Linked DNA regions of Mus musculus: region 2 is linked to region 1. The links are chromatin contacts, called in public HiChIP or PLAC-seq maps. All regions are on one chromosome and are shown on one strand. The core of a region is the stretch at or near the end of the contact, and the rest is flanking DNA. Distances in the headings are between cores, read along the strand shown. Region 1 holds the start of Palm (paralemmin). Region 2 holds the start of C2cd4c (C2 calcium-dependent domain containing 4C).

What was found. HiChIP or PLAC-seq counts read pairs in DNA pulled down with a chosen protein or histone mark.
Region 2: a FOXA1 HiChIP or PLAC-seq map of pancreatic cancer cells shows a contact between it and region 1. The contact joins the promoter of C2cd4c here to the promoter of Palm in region 1. A contact is called at or near these places in 1 of 39 promoter capture datasets (liver), 3 of 484 Hi-C or Micro-C datasets (the N1E-115 cell line, cardiomyocytes and embryonic stem cells), 1 of 115 datasets of contacts at active chromatin or transcription factors (pancreatic cancer cells) and 1 of 9 other capture datasets (liver).

What each region holds. Positions count from the first base shown.
Region 1 is chr10:79,790,447-79,796,857 of GRCm38.p6, forward strand. Palm (paralemmin) reads left to right here and starts at 3,126. Exons shown (of 9, transcript NM_023128.4): 1 at 3,126-3,294. The coding sequence starts at 3,290. It also overlaps a transcript of Prss57 not described here.
Region 2 is chr10:79,610,643-79,617,053 of GRCm38.p6, forward strand. C2cd4c (C2 calcium-dependent domain containing 4C) reads right to left here and starts at 3,376. Exons shown (of 2, transcript NM_198614.3): 1 at 3,115-3,376; 2 at 1-2,696. The coding sequence starts at 2,669. The coding sequence ends at 1,410.

The DNA of each region.
Region 1 (6,411 bases), core at 1,876-4,375:
CTGTCCCCACTTCTGGCTCCTGTGGGTACTGCATGCATGTGGTATATACACACAGAAAAACACTCAGAAAATAACAAATAAAATAAATGAGAGGGAGACAGAAACAGAGATGAAGACAGCGATATAAAGAGAAATCAGCGGGGATGACGACAGAGAGTGGGAAGGTGTGTGATGCAGGGTGGGCGCGTGCCTTTAGTCCTAGCTCTAAGGCAGAGGCAGGCAGATCTCTGTGAGTTCAAGGCCAATCAGGTCTATAGAGTGAGTTCCAGGACAGCCAGGGCTACACAGAGAAACTGTGTCTCAGGGGGGAAAAAAATCGCACAGCAAGTGCAGGAAAAGTTCAGGCTGCAGACGCAGGAGCCCTGTTGCTTCTCTGTTTCCTTCTGCTTTGATGAATGGTTGTGAAACCATCTTGCACTCACCTCAACTGCCAACTGCCAAGCTCCCAGCAGCCATCTGGACCCTGGCCTGGCCTGAGAAACCCAGGAAGGGCTCCCATCTCCGTTCTGGGGCATCTGGGAACCCTTTGAGATATTAATTAATTTATTTATTTATTTATTCACTGCCTGATTTTTGTGTTTTTGAGACACTATGTGTATATAGAGACCCAGTGAAGATCTGTCAGTGGCTTTGACAATGAGAGACGAATGGTGTGCAAGGCTCAGACATGCCCCCAGCTCACCAACCAGGACGTTGGCTCTCCATTTCCTCCGACTCTCCTGGAAGTGGCTCTCTTTTTCTTAGACAAGGACTCAGGTAGCCAGGTTGCCCCCAAACTCACTATGTAGCCAAGGATAACCTGGGACTTTTATCCTCTACTTCCCAGGTGCTGAGGTGACAGATTTGTATAGCCACATCAGCTCACTTCGGGCTTTTTTCTTTTTAAGATTTATTTATTTATTTATTTAATATATGTGGTGAGTACACTATTGCTCTCTTCAGACACACCAGAAGAGGGCATCATATCCCATTACAGATGGTTGTGAGCCACCATGTGGTTGCTGGGATTTGAACTCAGGACCTCTGGAAGAGCAGCCAGTGCTCTTAACCATTGAGCTATCTCTCCAGCCCATAACTTTAAAAATACATATCAATACATACACACATACACATTGGTCTCCCTAGGTAGCCCAGGTGGGCCTGGCACTTGTGGTCAGGGAGACTCGGCATGTGTCACCATGCCCAACTCCAGCATCCCTTACTTTTTAATACTTGATTTTGCTTGTATGCATGTTCTGTGTGCAGTGTAAGCACATGCGAGTGGGGCATGGAGAGCAGCCCCAGCTCTCCTTCCTTACCATCTATCTGATTTTCTAGGGCAGGATCTCTCCCTGGCCTCAAACTTGCCTTGTGCTATGACGGATGGCCAGGGAACCCCAGAATGCTTGTGTCTCCCCTTCCCCAGTGTTGAGCTTACCACCATGTTGAGCATGCCACCATGTGGGTAGGGATTAAACACAGACCACTGCTTGCACAGAAAACGCTTCAAATCTTCTTTTTAAAATAAATAATTCTTTAAATATTTTTTTAAAGATTTATTTATTTTACCTATGTGAGTACATTGTCACTGTCTTCAGACACACCAGAAGAGGGCGTCAGATCCCATTACAGATAGTTGTGAGCCACCATGTGGTTGCTGGGAATTGAACTCAAGACCTCTGGAAGAGCAGTTTTAACTACTGAGCCATTGCTCCAGCCCAGCACTTCAAATCTTTTTTTTTTTTTAAAGATTTATTTATTTATTATATGTAAGTACACTGTAGCTGTCCTCAGACACTCCAGAAGAGGGAGTCAGATCTTGTTTCGGATGGTTGTAAGCCACCATGTGGTTGCTGGGATTTGAACTCCTGACCTTCAGAAGAGCAGTCGGGTGCTCTTACCCACTGAGCCATCTCACCAGCCCTAAATCTTAACTCACTTGCTTAGGAGACAAAGATAGTGTCCTGAATCCCCAGAGCATACAGTAAGAACTCAGTCATTCTCTTTTGACTGAAAAGACAGTGGTCCAGGAACATGGAAGATACCAGCTGTCAGTCTGAGCATCTAATAATGCAGGCTCAGCAAAATATAGCATTCAGCCTGTCTTTGTCAGTAAAGTTTTATTGACACACAGCATAGAGCCCATCAATGTTGATAAAGTTTTATTGACACAGAACCACTTCACAGATCTCCTCCAGCTCCTCTGGTGTTCATGATAAGTGTACTGTCCTTGCAACACAAACCACCTGGCCAACAATGCTGGCAGTGTTTACTATCTGGCCTTTTATCTGAAAAGTTCGCCTGACCCTCAGTGTGTCCAGGTGAGACGACACCGTTAGCCCTCTAGCATCTGAGGAGGTGGGATGGGCAGAGAGGTGAAAAGGCTGAGAAACAGACACAGAATCACACACCACTATACCGGTGAGCCCAGATCCAAACCCAGGGAAGATAGGTGTGGTGGTGCAGGCCTGGCTAAGGCAGTGGGTACTTTCAGGACAGCCTAGTCTACATATTAGTCTACATAATTTCAAAAGAAGTCCAAGGGAAAGTGGGTGGCTTGGCAGGAAGGCAGTGGAAGATGTCCTGGGACCTCCACGTGCACACAAAGTGAGCATACAGTCTCCAAAACCAAACCAAAGGACAACGACTCTATCAGAGAAGCGAATTTTGTGACTCACTCTCCCTGCGCTGCCCCAAGGCCCAGTGAGTGTCTAAGGCCAAGGAGCTGCAGTCCAGGCAGAAAGTCACATGGTGCACTCTCTGAGGGAGACAGGCCCTATGTCTTTCTTACTGTGGCTCTCCAGTGCCCTGGGAACAAAGTCTAAGTTCACCCAATACCCCTTTGCTCAGTCTGGCAGCATCACAGGGCTGACTAAACTCCTGAGTTCAGTAAACCATATCCAGCCATTGGCCCAGGCTGGGCCTCGTGCAGGAACTGAACCCCCTCAAGAGCTGCTGCTGTGGCTCTCTCGCGGGTCGGGGGTCCGACTTGGGGCCCTAAACTATATCAGGACTCCTTTCATTCCATGGAGAACTCAGGGTGACTGGGTCCGGGATCTCTGCGACGTTTTGGGGTGCAGCTGCGCGGTGCGGAGCGTCTGCGGCCAGCAGGAGGCGCGCGCGGGCGCGAGGGATACAGGGAACGCGCAGAGGCGGCGCGCACACGAGCCCACCCGGCCGCGCCCGGACAATACCCGGCGCGCTGGGGACGATGCCCGCCCCGGTGCCGCCCCCGCGCCGCACAGCCCCGGCCGCCAGGCCCTAGAGTCGGCCCTGCCCCGCGCTGCACCGCCCACGGACCTCGCGGGAGATGGAGTGAGTACCCGGCCGCGCGCGCTCTGACGCCCCAGGCCCCCAACGGGGAACCTAGAGGCGACGCGGGGAGACCGTGCCCAGCTGCAAAAGGGAAGGATCGAGCTGGGCCGCGCACTCCAGGCCTGGTCCCCAATCAAGCTGGAGGGGGGGGCACCTGGGTTGCACCACACATCTCTTGCAGGATGCAAAGGAGAGAGGCCCACGCGCGCGCAAGACCCTTTATCCAAGCTGGGCCACCTGTGGGTGGGCGCCCCCCCCCCAAGAGGCTGCGGGACTTCGGAAGTAATGGGACCCTTACTCAAGAGGCTGGGTGCTCCCCGCTTCCCCTCCCCCAGCTTCGGCTTGCTGCTCCTGGCGCTTCTGTCGGTCCTTCCTGCGCTCTGCCCTCCTCGTGGCCTCTTCTGGGTCCGCAGCCTCTTGGCCAAACCAATTCCGACCCCTTAGATGTCCTGAGTTGCCACTGGCTGGAGAGGTAGATTTCTGTGGAGAGCTAGGCGGGCGGTTCCCTGACAGAAGCTTTAATCAGATTTCCCCCTTTCCCTCTAAGAGTATCCCCTCCCCCTTCCCAGAAAAAGCGGGGACCAGATGGTGTGACTCAAAGGAGTGGCTGACTGAGGTTGAAAATGATGGTGGAACCCAGTCCCCAAACCTAGTCTGAGTGAGCTGGGGTCTGTTTGTGTGGGTTTGCGAAGCGATGGGCAGTGGAAGATTTCATACGCACCGGGGCCCGTTCAGGCATGCAGCCCGCTCTGGGCAACGTGAGGGTGTCCCCCAAGCCCCTTACTCCCACAGGTGGGAAAGATAGGTGGTCTAGGGGTGCTTGACAAGCCTGGTGGTAGGAAAACATCTTCTAGGTCACAAATCTGCCTGCTTGGTGTCTTGGGGCATCCCACACAGGGAGCCTGTCCTTACCGAAGCCAGGGCTGGGACAGAGCAGTCTGGCCAGCCCGACTTGGCTGGTGACCGCTCCCCCTGCCCTTCCCTCTCTGGGTGTGTTTTGTGCAAGACAACTTTCCTCTTGGGATTAACCCGTGACCCGCCACACCCTCCGATGGGTGGGAGCTGTCACATCCTTCCCTGGCCAAGAAGGCTGACACCCAGCCCTGGCGTCCTTTACTTCAGAAAGCCCAGACAAAGGCCTGGCTGCTCCTCCGCCCTGCCCCGGGAGCCCAGCCAGGGGCTCAGGGGAGCCAGGGCCTGCACTTGCCTGCCCCACATCCCCTGGCTTGTTTATCTGTTCTGCTGGCCTGGCCCAAGAGAGCCTCTGACAGTGGGGGGCCAGGCCCGGGTGTGGGGTGTGGCTGTGGTCAGTGGGCAGGTGACAGAACCTCCCACCCAGAACAGCAGATGAAAGGGTTGTTTCTGGTTAGGCCCCCTATTGTTTCCTGTTCTTCTAGCCTTTTTTCCCACTGGGGATCCTAAGGCTCAGAGGGGACTAGATGATAGCCCAGAGCCACACAGCATACCCAGAGGCCCTTAGCACCTGCTGAAAGGCTCTCCCTGGGTGGCAGTCTATCTCTTACAGTAGCTGAGAATGAGAGAAAACCTCTCTTAGGTTTCCAGTTGACACCAGGTGGGGTGAATGCCATCTGGACCGACCAGGCCAGTCTTGGACACCTGACTTCCACCACAATCCTTTTCCACAAGGGCTAAACTCACTGCAACTCATTCCTTTGATGAACTTCATGGCCCAGAACATGAGATGGTTGCAAAGGCTAGCAGAAAGAGGATGCTCGTGCTGCATTTTAAAGGTCGTCTGTGTGTGTGTGTGTGTGTGTGTGGTCTCTGTGCGTTCCAGGTCAGCCAGGGTTACATAGAAAAACCCTAGCTAAACAACAGCAAAAAGCATTTTAAATTTTAAGAAAGTAATGCTGGGCGTGGTGGCGCACGCCTTTAATCCTAGCAGAGGCCAGCGGATTTCTGAGTTCGAGGCCAGCCTGGTCTACAAAGTGAGTTCCAGGACAGCCAGGGCTATACAGAGAAACCTTGTCTCGAAAAACCAAAAAAAAAAAAAAAAAAGAGAGAGAGAGAGAAAGAAAAAAAAAGAAAGTAAATATATGCATTAAAGAATTAAAGGAGGTAGCTGGAGAGATGGCTCAGTGTGTAAGAAAGCTTACTGCTACAGACATGGTAGCACACACCTTTAGTCCCAGGAGGCAGACGCAGGCAGATCTCTGAGTTCAAGGCCAGCCTGGTCTGTAGAGTGAGTTTCAGAACAGCCAGGGATACATAGAGAAACCCTGTGTGTCAGGTGAGAGGTGGGGACAGGGAGAGGACCCCAGTTTGATTCTTGGCACCCCCAAGGTGGCTCACAACTTCCTGTAACTCTAGATATAAAGGATCTGATGCCCTCTTCTGACCTCCACAGGCATTGCGCGCATATACACAAACCCACACACAGGCTCTAAAAATGAAATAAAGCTTTGAAAAATTTAAAGACCTAATAAAAAAATACTTTTGAAGAGAGGTGGCGGATATGGTGACCAGGAAACTGTGGCAATCCTCCTGCCTCAGCCCCCTGGAGTCCTGGGGCAACAAGTTTGAACTAACAGAATGGAGGAATGGGGATGATCAGAAGTGAAACCTTCACCAGGTTCTCTCTGGATCCTAACCCCACCCACCTACCCCGCCCCCACCTCCCCCTCCCCCTCCCTCTGCCCGTCAGTCTCTTGGTGCCAGGTCTGCACTGATAGTTCAATTTCAGAGCAAGCTTTGGTTCTATTTGTATCTATTTGGTCCCTGCACCTTCATACTCTAGCTGAGCATGTCCGCCTGGGCAACTCTGTAATGTTTTTCTACAGTATAAGGGAATTTAGTTTGAAATGTGAGGTGGTTTTTTTTGTTTTTGTTTTTTGTTTTTTAATTATTTGTGTGTAGTGTGGGAGAGTGTGTGGGCAAGTAAGCAAGTTGGAGGGAGTCTGACTTTCAGAAGTCAGTTCTCTCCTTCCACCACGTGGGTTCTGGGGATTGAACGCAGGTGGGCAGGCTTGACAGCAAGCCCTTCTACAGCCATCTCGCTGGCCCCCTAAATGTGGGTTTTTAAGGAAGGAGTTAGCAGACTGGCCGACCAGCCTCAGAACAGGGAAGGTGGCTGGAGAAATGTTGAGTATAGTTTCT
Region 2 (6,411 bases), core at 2,126-4,625, 180 kb before region 1:
CCCACCTTGCCAGCAGCCACGGTTAAACTCCTGTTGTTATTAAACACAAATCAAGCAGGCCTGCACCCCCGCACTCCCCAAACACCTTTACTGCACTCAAAACAGCATTATAAACAAACACATTTGGGGGAGGCGTCTTAAAAGATTCACGTACAGTCAACTGCAAACAGAGATATCAAACAGTGCAGGGTATAAAAAACAGGGCCCCACAGAGCATAGAAGATGGGAGACAGAAAAAAGCAAGAGACCCCTGGGGCCCTCTGTCCACCACTCCAACTGACCAGCCCAGGTCCTGGATGTACCCTAGTCCCAGAGACAATGGGGACCAGGCACAGGGGTTGGGTAGGGGTTCAACTCCTAGGTGCTTGGCTCACCTCAAAGGTCCAAGCAATCAATCTCAAAACCCTTTTCTAGAGGGACAAGGGCTTTGGGAGTTTAAGGAAACAGCAAAAGACAAAGGAATGCTGGACCCTCCCTTATCTGCCATTATCCAACAGGCGGTCCATTCTGTTCTGAGTCTTAGAGTTTGTGCAAAACACAGCAGCCATTCAGGGACCCATGTATCCCACCCCATGAGGATTTCCTGTGCAGGAAAGACACACACATAAACAACCTAGAACCCTGCCCCCCAACACAAGTGCGTGCACACGGGCACACATACACACACACACACACACACACATACACACAGCCCACCCACCACAGCTATAGCCTATTTACATTCTGGAGCAAAGGGCGACTTGCCAAGGGCACCCTGGGAAAGTGGTTTGTAGCTTGCAAGATGAGGATAGAGCCACAGACTTGAGGCAGAAGCTCCTGGGTTACAGGTGGCTCTGGTTGATCAGCAGGAGTGGAGGGAAGCCTGTGCCAAAGAGCCATCAGCCAAGAGTCACCGCCTCCTTCGGCTCTCTGTGCACTCTGGCTTTCTTGATTCCCGCAGCCAAGCCCTCCTGTAGCTCTAGATGGCACATCAGCGCCAGAACTTGGGAGGTTAGGCCTACCTGGAGCCAGCCTGGCCAGGGAGGATGACTTCCCACAGACTGGGGGAAGTCTCAAAGAAGTTATCGGAGCATCTGAGCAACCGGGCCGTGCGGGAAAAACACCCGCGTGCAGCCAAGCGGGGGGGGGGGGGGGGGGCGGGGGGCGGGGGACAAGTTCCACACTCAGGAAACTCTGTTCTGGGTCCCAGCTGCCTTAGGTACCAGGATCCTGGGACTGCTACGAACCCCACAACTCTATGTGGATGGGCCAAGGTGGAGGGGGAAGGGGTTCCAGTCAGCAATATTTGCCCCAGCAGCCCATCTCCTAAGCGCACTCCACTAAGAGACCCAGGGAAAGCGGGGCAAGAGGCCCCGCCCACCCTCACCCGGCTCAGCTGAGCTAAGTATAGAAGGGAGGAACCAATGACCTCACAGAAAGGGCAACAGGGAGGTCAGTGGCAATTCCTCCTCCCCCAGGAGTGTGTCCCGCTTGAGGCTGCTACCCTTATTGACCACCTTGATCCTGAGGGCCAGCTTACGCACACTGGCTGGCCCCAGGCCATCAAAGAAGAAGTCCTCGTTGAAGATGGGGTGGCGGCTGTTTTTGATGATGGTGCTCCGCTGCTTCTGCAGCTTCCCGGGCACCAGGCACAGCCCCACGCAGCAATTGATGCTCCGGGCATCACAGGGCCGGTCATACAGGCCCTCGGCCGCCAGCAGGCGCACACGCAGGCGGGCCTGAGCAGCCTCGTACTCGGCCAGCAGCCTCACGCTGCCCCTGGTGCCCATCTTCACTGTGTGCTCTCCACGTGGTGCCTGGCCAGACTCCGGGCCTGGCTCCGGGGTAGCCCTGCGGGACAAGCGGCGACGGACACCTGGGCTGGTGTCTGGTGTGCTATCATCCGCAGACAGGGAGCCATGGCGACCTACCGACTGTTTCAGCTGGCTCACTTTGGCCTGGCTGTCCTGGGCGAAGCCCTTGAGCAGCGATACAGAGCGAGACAGCAGAGGGGACCCGAAGGGGGACGACTCAGCAGAGGACCCTGTGTCACTTTCCCCGCCACTGAAGTAGCGGCTAGGGCTCATCAGGGCCCCCCCAACCTCCCGGGATCCCCCATCACCTCCATTGCCCTTGGCCCCTGCTCGCCGGCGGCCAGCACCAGGGGATCCGACCTGGGCCAGGGCCCCGTGCTCACTGTGGAAAAGGGACTCCTTGCGCCTGGTGTGGGGGCTCTCGGCCAGTGTGGCAAAGCCATAGGATGTCTGAGCCTTGGGCACAGAGGGCAATGACATGGCACCCTGCGCCTGGGGGTCAGCGTTGGTGGCTTCCTCGGCTGTCCAGTCCTCCGCACTCTCTATCTGAATCACATGTCGTGTGGCTGCCTTCAGCAGGCTCCTGCTCTCTGAGGCCAACTTGGCCGGCAGCCGGGGACTGCGAGGTGCTCGACGGGGCCCAGGTGAAGCCAGGTTTTGCTCTGAGGTGGAGGGGCCCAGGTCCGCCTGTCCCTCAGCCTCTGTGGGGCCAGAGGGCAGCTTGGGCGGGATGAAGAAGTCGGGGATCTTGTCCGGAGTCAGCACGTTGCTATACAAGGGACCCTTGGAAGACTTGTCCCCAGCCTCACCGCGGCTGGCTCCGTTCTCCCCAGACCCCCGAAGTCGTTCCAAGAACCACATGTTGGTTTTTCTCATGAGGGCGACAGGCAAGAGACCAGGAGTCTGAGGAAAGAAATAGGAGTCAGAAGTGACACTTGTGCTCAAATGTCACCTGTCAGGGCTGTCAAAGGGTCGGACTTGTGTTAAGGGGTCACCTTAGGGTTATCAAGAAGTTGGCATTTATGCCCAGCTGTCAACTGACTGTCAGGGATGTCAGGGGGTGGTACTGTACATGGGAGTCATCCGCCAGGGCCCCATGGGCTTGACACCTGGTTCAGGGGTCACCACCTGTTAGGGTTGAAGCCAGCGTAGTGTAGGATCACGCTGAGCACTTGGGGCGCCCTGAGCAGGGTCAGTCTCCCACGCGAGCTGGGCCCGGCCTGTATCCTGCGCACCCACCCACCACCACCTCAGGGGATCGGGGTCCCCCCAGGGAACCACAGGCCTGAGCATCCCGGCCCCGCCCCCAGCTGCCACCCACCTGTGGCTTCACTCAGCTGCTGCGCTGTGCGTTGGGGGAGGCGGCGACAGCCCTGGGCCCGGTGCAGCGAACTGACCGCGCCCCCGACTCCCTGTGCGCCGGGTATGGGTAGCGCGGAGCGCGCTGGGCTCACCTGCCCCACGGGCTGCGGCGACTCCGGAACGCGGAGCTAGGCTACAGCCCGGCGCAGCTGCGAGCGAGGCGGTAGCGCAGTGGCCAGCTCTCCTCTCGGCGCGGGAAACCGCCCACCAAGCCGTATTCCTCCGATTGCGGCCGCGCGCCCGCGTCCTCGCAATCCGCGAGGGGCGGGGCCTCCCGAACTGGCGGGGAATCGGGGGCAGGGCTCCTAATATAAATAGGGCGGGTCTGCATGCGGAGCTGGGCCTAGGAGACAGTCTCCTGGTTCAAGCTGAGGAGGGGGGAGGCGGAGCTACTGGTAAATAGGGTGGAGCCTGAAGAAGGGGCGGAGCTGGCAGGAGTGTCTGGACTACATTGTTCCAGCCAGGGGCAGGGTTGGTAGCACTGAACCACCTGCCTGGTACAGGGTGGATGGGGCATTGCCTCCTGGTACAGAGAAAGAGTTCTGTGAGGGGTGAGGGGTGATACCAACTTGTATAGCCTGTGGTCCTGGGCAAGACCCAGACTACTGATCTAAGCCTCCTGATGCTAGACTGAATGGAATACATAGAGTCTGGAAGGGGAGCTGAGGGGCGGGGCTTGTGTCACTGAATCCAGCTGAGTCTAGCTGTACCACTTCTAGTCCCAGCCTCTCCTCTCAGCTCTGGGGAACACAACAGATCCCTTCACTAGCCAGCTGGTCTTCAACCAATAATAATAACTCTAATGATTGGAATTGGGAACTGAGTCCCAATCAGCCTCTACATGACCTTCTCCATCTCTGGTTCCCATGGCCACCCAGCAGGGAGTCAGTCATCCTCAGCGTTTGTAGATGAGGTGACAATTTCACTCTAGGAGAACAACCCACCCAGAGAAAGGCCTGGTCACTGTTGGCTGGGTTTCCACAGCTCAGCATCAGGTACTTGGTGTAATACACCTTCCATGGGCCTACATTTATCTGGTACCCATCTATGGCCAAATGACCCAGATGCTGGGAACAGTCTGATGGCTATCCTAGTGACCAATGAAACAGGTAGCCATGGAACAACACACCGGCGAATGACAATATAGGTGTGTGGCTCTCCATGACAAAGCTATAACAGTCCTGGAGTGGTGACACACACCTTTAATTCCAGCATTTGGAGGGGGAGGGGAGCAGAGGCAGGCAGATCTCTATGTGAGTCTAGCCAGGTCTACATAGCAAGTTCCAGGACAGCCAAGGTTACATAGTGAGACTGTCTCAAACCAAACAAAAACAAAACAAACAAAAATCTTGTAACAGGAAATCTAGAGGGCAATGGAAGAAACTGCCATCCATCAGCCATGGCAAAAGAGACCTAGCAGGGTAAGGCCAGGCTCAACCTAAGGTTAGCTACAGGATCACAGCCCCCAGGAACCAGGTGCCTTGGGCTTGCTCTACTGGCGCTTCAATCCTGTGGCTGACCATACTTCCCTCTGTGTGATGGCAGGTAAGTCTCCCAACCTCTGAGCCTCTATAGGTGAGCAAGCATCTTAGCCAAGGGTGTCCTGACTCACCCCAGAGCCTGGCTCCCATAACTCAAGCAGCAAAGGACCCCAAAGGCTGGCTCCCATACCTGAGCACAACTGCTGGCTCCTGCACTGATGTACCTGGAAGCTTAGAAATGAAGGCCCTCTGGCAGTGGTGGCGCACACCTTTAATCCCAGCACTTGGGAGGCAGAGGCAGGCAGATTTCTGAGTTCGAGGCCAGCCTGGTCTACAGAGTGAGTTCCAGGACAGCCAGGGCTACACAGAGAAAACCCTGTCTCAAAAAAAAGAAAGAAAGAGAGAGAGAGAGAGAAAGGAAGGAAGGAAGGAAGGAAGGAAGGAAGGAAGGAAGGAAGGAAGAGAGAGAGAGAGAGAGAGAGAGAGAGAGAGAGAGAGAGAGAGAGAGAAAGAAAGAAAGAAAGAAAGAAAGAAAGAAAGAAAGAAAGAAAGAAAGAAAGAAAGAAAGAAAAGAAAGAGAGGAAATGAAGGCCCATGGGGAAAGGTATCTGGAAGTGGGTCCCCAAACCCACCCTCTTGGCCCCTGTAGACCCCACCCTGCGGCGAGGAAGCCTGGCCCTTCTAGCTGGCAGATGGCAAACAGGAGGAGCCTCAGTCAACAAAGCCGTCTGCCGCTTTCTGAGCTAAGCAGAGTCATTGGCAGAGGCAGACGTGGCCAAACCCCTCCTATCCAGGACTTGGGCTCAGCTCTTGTTGCAGAGAGATCCAAGAATAGGAGGTATATCGATCTGGCTTCTTCCTGCAGTCCTGAGTCGTGCCACCTCCTGCTGTGTGACCTTTGCCCCCAGGCCAGTGGGAGGGGTATTTCTCAGAGGTCTGTGAGGCTTTCTGCTCCTATCTGAGGCTAAAGAAATGGCTCCGTGCTTAAGAGAACTTTGCTCTCAGAGGATCTAGGTTCAGTTTCTAGCACCTACCTGGTGTGCAGATATACACATGAGCAAAACACTCATACACATAAAATTCAATGCAATACTATAGAATTAAGACTCAAGGGCCAACCCTGTGACCACACACAGCTTTAGCAAGGACACTCAGAATGGTGGGCTGTGGGCATAGGGACCTGACTGCCGCTCCTCCATAGCCTATTCACTTCCAGACATGTGCAGCCCTTGGCAGGTCTACAGGAAGCTGGATCTCCTGTCTCTGTGTAAGGGGCTTATGGACACTTCAGAGGAATGACAAACCCAGAATTTGAACTCAGAAATCTCTCTCCTACACCCATCCCAAGATTCCTCGGGCTGGAACATTTGTTAAGTAGTTGACGGTGTAAAAGGTAGGGCTGTAGATAGAACCCCCGCAGAGCCAAGCATGTGGGCTTCTTGGCCCTGTTCATATCACACCTGGGCACCCTAGACTCCGCTGACTCAGGGATCAGGGAGATGACAGGGTCTGGCAGCTCTGCCATTCTTGCCACCGCTCACCAAGAACAGGCCTTTGTCAAGTTGCCTGCTCTCCAGGCACCCATCTCCTAATCTTCACAATGAGATTTGGAGTCTACACTCAGACATGTTCAGAGCAGCATCACACACAGGACTTGAGAGAGGATGGGTGCTGGACCTTGGGGAGGCCAAGGATATGGATGGACTCATAAGTGAGTGGAACTCATCTAGACACCTCCTTGACCCAGGTCCCTGAATCTAACCACACTTCCTCTT